Regions from separate parts of the Sus scrofa genome. Here regions 1 and 2 are each linked to region 3. Evidence: chromatin contacts called from public HiChIP or PLAC-seq and promoter capture Hi-C data. All regions are on one chromosome and are shown on one strand. The core of a region is the stretch at or near the end of the contact, and the rest is flanking DNA. Distances in the headings are between cores, read along the strand shown. Region 1 holds the start of IPMK (inositol polyphosphate multikinase). Region 2 holds the start of ERCC6 (DNA excision repair protein ERCC-6). Region 3 holds the start of C14H10orf10 (protein DEPP).

Region 1 (2,865 bases), core at 254-2,753, 1.3 Mb after region 3:
CTTCTGCATCTCAAGGTTACAGGACCGGCGGGCGCGCAGAGCGAGCGGCAGTAACAGCCCAAAGAGGCGCTGAGGGATCTGCAATCGGTGCGCAGGCCGCCAGCCTTACCCACTCCCAGGCCCCACTTCACCTCGTACGCTGGAAGTCGTACTCATGGCGCCGTCGCTTGCAAGGATGTGCACTGGACGCTGAGCACAAACCGGCTCGCGCGGACAGCGGGAGTCAAGGGGCGACCAGCGACGGTCCTAAGGGCACCGACTCCAGGCTGCTACCGCGCAGGCGCCGCGACGATCGGTAAGCACGTGTGTATTATCCGTCAGGCTAGTGCTGAGCATGCGCAGAGCTGTGTCCCGGGCCTTTGGGAGATCTTGAGTCCGGATTTTGACAGCCGCAGGAGGGGGGAGGAGGGAGAGACCTAGAGAAGTAGCGACCTAGAGAGGTAGCAACTGAGTTTGCGCAATCCTTAGGCGCTTGGTTCTGGAGCCCAGGAAAAGGGCCTTTGGAATAGGGAGTCCAGGCCAGGTTTTATGTTTCTCCCAGGTGCGCGGATTTCTCTGGACCGAGAACAAGTGCTGATGTAACACTTGCCAAAATCAGATATCTAAGGTTTTACCCCACATTTTCTTGTTTAGTCTGGTACCTGCAGGGCGAAGTCCAGTTATATGAAATGCCAGTGACAGACACAGGAACCCACTGTGATGTCTCATTCTAGGCTCTCCCCTCGCTCCCACTGTGCATCCCTTTTTTCTGCCTACCCAATTCTCCATCTATTGAGGACCTTGGATCTTGCCTTAACGTAAGGGACCTTGCCTTAACACAACTTCGTGTTGAGGGAGGGGAAAAAAACCTGGCTCTTTTCATTAAGAGAAAAAAAATGATCACTTAAAAAAGATTATTCCTTATCTTTTGCAGTCTGATATAGGTGTCGGTTTCTTTTTCTTTCTTTTCTTAGTTGCTTAGGGGCACCAATTTTCGGAGGGGGTATAGTATTACTTGAAGGGTGTTTTGCAGGCGCGTCTGCTAAGAAACTGCCAGTTTTTACTCCTGTTGTATCTGTGCGGCTGGGGATTGTAGGGAGGTAATCGCAGTTAAAGGGTGGCCTCACAAGTCATCCTGGGCACAGCCACCCTCCTAACTCTCCTAACGCGGGACTGACTGGTCCTCACAATTGGGAGCCTCTGGCATCTTTGAGCCGGACCCCGGTAAGCGTGCAAACGCGCACTGAATGAATGAGGACACAACAGCCCTGCAGGCGTCACACGGCCAGTCAGGGTGGGGACAAGAAAGGCCGCCAGCGTCTTCCCAGCATCCAGGTCGCCTTCCGCTCGCCCTGGCGGCCGGGGCGCACGCCCCGCCGCGGGGGTCCCGTCGGGCGGCCTCTGGGCATGCTCAGTGGCGGCAGCGGCCGCTGGTCGCGCAGTCGGAAGCTTGCGGCGGAGGCGGCGGTGCAGGCGGCGCTGACGCGCGCGCGGCAGCTAAGGGGACTGGAGGACGGCGGGAGGGGGCGGGGGCGCGGGAGGTGGGGCCGCCGTCGCCGTCAAGGCCCCTGGGAGCGCGGGGCGCCGCAGCCGCAGCTCATCCGCTCGGATCCGTCTCCGGGGCTGCGCCGGGGCCGGCGGCGGAGCTGAGGGAGCAGGGAGCCGCGCTCTGCCCAGAGTTGGGCAGGGGAGCGCCCGCGCCTCTGCGGCGTCATGGGCCCCCTCATCGGGCCACAGCGGCCACCAGCCGCAGAAACCCCCGGGCCTCCTCGCGGCCGAGACTGAGCGACCCTCGGTTCTCGGCGCCCCCTCCCTCCGCCCTATTTACCCCCCTGCTCTCACTGCCGCTAACCGCTTCAGCTCTCCGTTATGGCAACGGAGCCACCATCCCCTCTCCGGCTCGAGGCTCCCGGCCCCCCAGAAATGCGGACCCCAGCGGCGAGCGAGGCCGCCCCCGAGGGTACCCCGAAGCCGGCTGGCGGCAGGCTCCGCTTCCTCAACGGCTGCGTGCCCCTCTCGCATCAGGTGGCTGGGCACATGTACGGGAAGGACAAAGTGGGTAAGTGGGGGTGGCGCGGCGTTCGTTGCTCCCCTTCCGCCTTCGAGAGACCCCGGCCGACCGAGGCAGCCTGGTGCTCACCCGCTGGGGAGGCGCCCCTCCGCGCCCTCAAGCCGCACCCCCGGTCTCTTCCGCTTTCCACCAAGAGCCTCGCGACCAGTGCGTGCACCAGGGGCTGGAAAAGTGGGGACATTTCTTGGGTGTGGGGCGTCAGGCCGGCAGCGGGAGGTGGCGAGAAGAGGAGTGTCTAGACTCCCCAGGGAGGGTGAGTACCGATTCGTTGTTGGTGAAAATAAGGAACTTCATCTTTACAGGACGGGAAGTAAATTATCCCCAGAGCACAAGGTCTGTTTATTATAGGCGGGTAGCTAGTATTGCAAAAGAACAGGAATGAAATGCAGATGATGGTAATCTAGTGCTTCTCTTTTGGGTGCAGCTGCATAGCTGGAGGGGAGGAAAAAACAGGTTTTTTTTTTTTTTTTAATGTTTGTTTGTTTGGGTTTTGTTTTGTTTTGAAAGCAAGTCCCAGCTTATCCGGGATCTCTCTCCTAGCCTCCTCGAGAGGCTTTTCTGATACCTCCTGCATTTCTTTGGGAGGCGTGGTTCCAGTAATGCTGAAACACAGGGGGAAATAGAGCCTGCTTGTAGCATGGTACAAGGATAAGACATTCAGTTATTCTTGGTCATCTTTGTAAGACTGTATCGTGGCCTTTCTAATACATTTTTTTAGCTCACAGAGTTAAAAGCACAATCTAGGGCCTTTTTATTCTCTTGGTGGTGTAAAAATTCAGTTTAGGAACTGTAATTCACCCAGCTTACTCAAACTG
Region 2 (3,099 bases), core at 322-2,821, 1.0 Mb before region 3:
AGCAAGTCTCCTGGGAATAGAAGTTGAAAACTAGGTTTTCATCAGAGGTAAAGAGTTTCAGAAGTGAAACAAGTTATCCATTCAATGAGTATTTATTGAGAGTCAATTACACAGGGCAATGTACCAGGTTCACTAGTTTCTGTCCCATAAGAGCTTAAAGTCTCTTGCGGAAGACATGAATTTTACGAAATCTATACATATATACACTTGCATATATAAATATGTATTCGTATTTAAACTAAACACAGACACACACACAAATCTAATTATAATAACTGCTGTAAAAGGAAAGTACAGGATTCTGTATGACAAAATAACAGAGGAGGCTAAATGACAATGTGGAGTTAGGCATGAGGTGTAGAGGCCTCTTGATAAAGTGATATTTGACCCAGTATCTGAAGGATAAAGAGGAGTTAACAGGCCAAAAGTGAACATTTTGCAAAGAAACAGCATGTGTAATTTCTAAGGCTGGTAGGAGCTGGTGTGTTTGGAAAAATGGAAGAAGGCTGGAGCAGAAGTTTTGATTTTATTTTACATGAATATCAGAGTTAAAGGAGATAATAATGACTCCATTTATTGTGTAAATTCTACAGAATATCTTGTCACACTCTACAAGGCTTAATCATCTGAGAAAACAGCGTCTTCATTGTCCTCCTTTAAGCACTGGGGCTCTGTGGCATGCGCTGGATTCTGGTTTGGAGGTCTGGTTGTATACGTGCATACCCGGGAGGGGAAGAGGCATAAGTGAAGATGGAGGGTAGACAAGGGCCAGATCACACATGGCCTGGAAAAACGAACTTAAATTTGTCTCCAAGTGTAATGGAGTGACTCTGAAGCGTTTTAAACAGGCAGAAGACGGGCATGGCTCAATTTATATTTGTAAAAGACACCTGGGCTGCGGTATGGATAAAGGATTGGAGGAAACAGTGCAACACGGACATGTTGGGACACGTACGGATGAAAAGTGACAGGAGCCTGGAACAGGGTGACAGCAGTGAAGATGGATGCTACATAGGAAATCTTTGTTACGGCATTTCAATGCAGACTGCTCAATTTCCTTCACATACTCCCACTTTATCATACCCATGCCTGCAGTAGCTGTGACATATATACCGATTCTCTTTTCAAATAACAACGCTACTGTTTCAATCGAGATCAAAGGCCGAGCTGATTCTGCGCGTGGGGGCAGAACGCAAAGCCGAAAAGTTGACACTCACTCGCCAGTTCGCCCGCCTCACGCACACCCAAAGGTTGGGACCCCAGGTCCCCCCAGATGAGCGCGCCGCAGCGTCATTTCCGGCGCAGGTGGGCTGGCACGCAGGGCGCGCGCTCCGCCCGAGGGCCGGCTCCTGGCTGCCTGAGCGAATGGGCTCCTTCACCCCAGCCAGGAGTCAAGGAGGGGTCGGGGCCGCCTGGGGAGCCCCAGCGGGCCCCAGACGTGTCCCGACCGAGGATCAACCCGGCCGCCAGAACACTCACCCCAGGGCCGCGCGGCCACCCGTACCGACACGTAGATGCAGCGGCCGCCGCCAGCACGGTAGAACCGGACGGGGCCGGCCGCGGCGCATGCGTCTTCCGTCCGCCTTAAGCACCGCCCCCAACAGGAGCCATTGGGCTGGAGCGGCTGGGGCCTGTGGCGCATGCGCCGGCCTCTAGGGTTTATTTTGAACTGCGAGCGAAGCCACATTGTATCATGCAACCCAGCCCTTCTACGTTCTAGTAGGTTGTGAATGTTGTCTAGGCTGATGACCAGTGGTTTGTGGCCGGCGCCTTACTCGTGGTGAAAAATACCTCTCTGGGAAGACGGTTATAAGAATTAAAGGGCATGTTTCCAGAGAAAGAGAGAGGTATACGAGTGTGCGGTGCTAACGTAAGTGCTTACATTAAAACCGTGAACCCTAAAGAGAAGGTAAGCTTGGCGAAGAGAGCTGGAGAACGTTACAAGTTTTAATATCCACGCGAAGTAGACGTTGTGACCTCTCTTTGGTCATCTGGCACGGCTGTTAGCAAGTGAAGAATAGGAAGAGGACTGATTTACCTCTGTTCCCCCTCTCCATCCGCCCCGCCACACACACACAGTTGGTAGTGTGTGTGCAAGTGGGCCTACAGGAATGTCTTGATTGCATTAGAGAGTCAGTCATTTAATATTTATCCTCAGGTCAAAGAGGTGAGGACGATTTTGAGCAAGGTGAGAGTTTAGCTTAGAGCATTTGAAGAAATGAAATGTTCACGCACAGGTTCAGAACAAAGGGAGGAAATTGAGCGCCACCTGAGCAAGGAGTAACCCAGAATGGGTGACAGTTGTGCCACACAGCAACTTCTTAGCCTGGGGATTCCTGCTCCAGGAGAGGTGGATTTTCCAGGGGCCAGAGCCTTAAGTCCTTTGGGAGTGGCAGTGGTTGTGGGAGGACGTTTGAGGACTAGGTAGGGAAATGTCTTCCTCATTTTGAAGCCTGAAGGTGGACAAGAAAGGAGAGTTGGGAAGTGTACTTGATTATGCTCAGTGTATTCTCCCGTTAGCAGTGCCAACCTACATGTCTGGAGCCATTGCACAGGAAAATATAACTTGTTCTTTAAAAAGAAATAATTGTAGTGATCTCTTGAATAGAATAAAATACTGGAAACAGTAACACATTGGTAAGATATTAGTTCTAATGCTTGGCTATGAAATCAGATTCTCCCAGATATATAGTGGTTCCCAACCATTTTGAAAATGAAGTCCCCTTTTTAATGTGTACTATTTTGGTGAGCCCCTATGTATCATTCAAAATTTGGACAAGATGCAGGTGGTACACTGAGACTGGGTAGTTGAGGAAAATTTATAATGTTTACAAAGGTGTAGGCAGGGTTTAGGAAAACAACTAAGGATGGCATAGTAACCCTGGGGTTAGCAAGAGACCAGGAGCCTCTCTTCCCATCTGTTTTGTGCTAAATTGCATCCCCTTAAATTCATTTGAAATTCTGACCCCCTGTACCTCAGAATTTGTGTTTGGAGATAAAGTCTTTCAAAGACCCTAAAAACTGTTAAGTGAAAAATGAGGTTGGAGTTCCCGCTATGACTCAGTGGGTTAAGGACCCAGTGTTGTCTCCCTGAAGATG
Region 3 (2,858 bases), core at 343-2,842:
GCTGGACATGTTGAGGCCAGGCCTTCAAAGATGCAGAATGAAGGCTCTAGGGACTTTGCCATGAAGAGGGAGACAGGGGCCTTGCTCTAGGAAGCAAAGGGCTGAGGCTGTGCTCCTGCCTCTGAGGTCAGGGCTCAGCTGTGCTGGGGTTTGGCTTGACTGAAGTGGCTCAAGGCTGGTGCCCCTGCATAGGCAGCATAGGTGCCCCCAGTCCGAGCCCCCCCCGCCACCTCTCCGTTAGCCTTCAGTCTGACCCCATTGGAATGGAGGGGAGGTCCTCTCAGCCTGAAGCTTCTTGGATCAAATCAGAGGAAGCCCAGCATAGAGGAGAGGGACCTCTAGGCCCCTGGGAAGCCTTCCCAGGCAGGTGGGGAAGGATGTGGCAGCAGAGGCAGGACTAGAACACAGGTCCCAAGACCTGGGATTTCTATAAGCTGGGAAATCACTGTGGGCTCTAATACACTCGTCAACACTTCCCTCCTCAATTCAGCCTACTGGCTAATTTGCTAATTGCTAACAAAACCTAAGAGAGCCAGAGAGGCTCTACAGAAGCCTCCAGATAGAAGAGCCATCAAGGTGGGAACTGCCACGTTTAACAGAAATCCTGATCTCCCAGCTGGCTGGCCCCATGCCTCAGTCCATCAGGAATACCCTATCCAGAATACATGAACTTGGGACTGTCAGGTCCTCCTGTTTGCTCAGCACCTGGGATCCATCAATCAGACCTCAGGCTTGGGCTGTTGTATCAATGACTGCTTTCTGTCCTCTGCCTGTGGATACAAGACAGGTGTCTTCCAGGAGGGCCCATGATGGGAGTATGGCCTGAGGCCTGTCTGAGAAGTACTGGTACTGGCTCTTTACAAGAGCTTCCCCAGGGTTTCCCACCTCATCCTCAGCAGCCTCCTGTGCTGACACACTCATCCCTAGTCATTGGCAGTGGCCTGGGTGCTCCCCAGTCTCCCTGTTAGCTGTCCCTTGAAAGCCCATGAGCAGCGGCTAAGTCAATCCTTTGAAGCAGAAGCCAGACTCTTGCACCCTCAATGGAACACTGCAGTCCTACTATTACCTTCAGAGAGAAAACCAATGTCCATGCCAAGACCCACTGGCCTACCCCACCCCACCATGGGCCAACCATGTGGCCCCTGGCTGTCCCCTGAGCATGCCCAGCAGACTCTCCACAGTGGCTCTGCACATGCTGCCCCCTTGGCTGGGAAGGCACGGCCTTCATTTGCTCAGCTCTCTGCTCAATGTCCCCTTTCAGCGAACACACTCCTGACCTCTCTACCACAGTGCAGCTGGACTTTTCTTTGCAGCCATAATCAACGCCCAACATTACAGCACCTATTCACCAAGTACTTACTGCTCTCCTGCACTAAAAATTAAGCTCTGGGACACAATGACTTGTTCACTGCTACGTATAGAACAGTCGCTGGTACACAGGAATACTAGTTAGATACCTGGGGAACAAATAAGCTGCCAGTTCTCATTTGAAAGCACCACCCCTGGGAAGTGGCAAGACCAGGACTCCACAGGCTGTCCTTAGTTCCAGACGAAGGTGGGCACATCTTGACTCCTAGAAGGCCCAGGAAGCCTGGCCTTGGCTACCTCCTTGCACTGCCCTGTCTGGCAAGCCCTCTAGCAGGTGCAGGCCCAGGTCTCTATCTAAGCTAGCACAGGGCCAGTGTCCTGGGGTTGCAGGATGCTGGTGGAAGATATAATGGAAACATTTCTAGGCAGCGGTGGCAGGTCCTAGGGCTGCTTGTGGGAGCCCAGTGGAGTCCCTGCCTCTCCCAGTGGCCTGAAGTGGCCAGGACTTGTGGCCGCCCCACCCCGGCCCTGCAGAGTAAACATTCCCAGAACCTCCCACAGGCATAAACACTTGCTCCAAGCTGGCAGCTGGGCCAGGCCCCGCCTGCCAAGCTGTTTTCCTCTGAGAGCCTTCCTGAGCCCTGCTATTTTTGGCCCTCGTGACAGTAATTGATTGCTGGTGGAAAGGTATAAAAGCAACTGCCAGCCTCAAAGTTCGCCAGACAGCTTGGGAGGGACTCCGCTCTGGACAGCAGTACATGGGACAGAGGCCGTGGTACATCATCCTCGTTTTCCTCCGGCCAGCGATCTGACGAGGGACACAGGGTCCAACCGCTGGACCCCGATCTCTTTGCCCCAAGCTTCCTGGGACCTTTCCTCGGACTCCTTTGCCCATCCAGCATCCCTGCTACCCCCAGGCCCCCTCAGCTACAGGTAAGAGAGAGCTACTGCCCTCCGGTTTGAGGTAAAACAGAGAGGCTTTGTGGGGCTTCAAGGGCTGTTCTCAGCCTGGGACGTGCACAGCCTCACTGCAGGTTAGAGAACAGGACGCAGCTAGTGGCCATGACAATTATATTCATAAAGGAGTGTTATATTCATAAACGGATTTCACATGAGGTGTCCTTCCGTATGTTCCTCCCAGCGCCCTGGAGAGTGGGTATTTATAACCCTGTTTTTCAGATGAGTGGAGGCTTGGAGAGCTGACTTGGCCGAAGGACCCCAGGTCAGAAAGTACAGAGCTTGGTTTGAAACCCAAGTTTTCTCTGACTCCAGTCTCTTAGGCTTGGTTCTCTTATTTGTACAGGTTCTTACCCAACAGTAAGGATAGAGCCTGAAGTAATATCAGGGGGAAGGAAAAGTCCAGGAGTTCAAGCCTCTTCTTGTATCTGTAGACTTGAAACTGCTCTCAGGCATACAATTCACACAGGGAGCCTCAGATGGGGGAGGGGACCCAGGAGGGGTGTCAGGGTATTGGCAGTGTCTCATCCCCTTTCCTCTGTCAACCAACAGTTTGCAGTTTCCCCGTGGCAAGGAGCCATGAGGTCCCGGCT

Evidence for each region. Promoter capture Hi-C pulls out the DNA fragments that hold promoters and counts their contacts. HiChIP or PLAC-seq counts read pairs in DNA pulled down with a chosen protein or histone mark.
Region 1: a contact with region 3 is called in an H3K27ac HiChIP or PLAC-seq map of alveolar macrophages. The contact joins the promoter of IPMK here to the promoter of C14H10orf10 in region 3. A contact is called at or near these places in 1 of 5 promoter capture datasets (liver) and 1 of 2 datasets of contacts at active chromatin or transcription factors (alveolar macrophages).
Region 2: a contact with region 3 is called in a promoter capture Hi-C map of fetal liver, with 4 times the contacts expected there. The contact joins the promoter of ERCC6 here to the promoter of C14H10orf10 in region 3. A contact is called at or near these places in 1 of 5 promoter capture datasets (fetal liver) and 1 of 2 datasets of contacts at active chromatin or transcription factors (alveolar macrophages).

Annotation. Positions count from the first base shown.
Region 1 is chr14:92,381,968-92,384,832 of Sscrofa11.1, forward strand. It overlaps IPMK (inositol polyphosphate multikinase), which reads left to right and starts at 1,504. Exons shown (of 6, transcript XM_021073222.1): 1 at 1,504-2,038. The coding sequence starts at 1,849. It overlaps CISD1 (CDGSH iron-sulfur domain-containing protein 1), which reads right to left and starts at 335. Exons shown (of 3, transcript XM_021073223.1): 1 at 132-335. The coding sequence starts at 156.
Region 2 is chr14:90,074,340-90,077,438 of Sscrofa11.1, forward strand. ERCC6 (DNA excision repair protein ERCC-6) reads right to left here and starts at 1,572. Exons shown (of 23, transcript XM_021073703.1): 1 at 1,480-1,572.
Region 3 is chr14:91,116,740-91,119,597 of Sscrofa11.1, forward strand. It overlaps C14H10orf10 (protein DEPP), which reads left to right and starts at 1,593. Exons shown (of 2, transcript XM_003359280.4): 1 at 1,593-2,241; 2 at 2,818-2,858. The coding sequence starts at 2,845. All of the region lies in intron 3 of RASSF4 (Ras association (RalGDS/AF-6) domain family member 4), which reads right to left.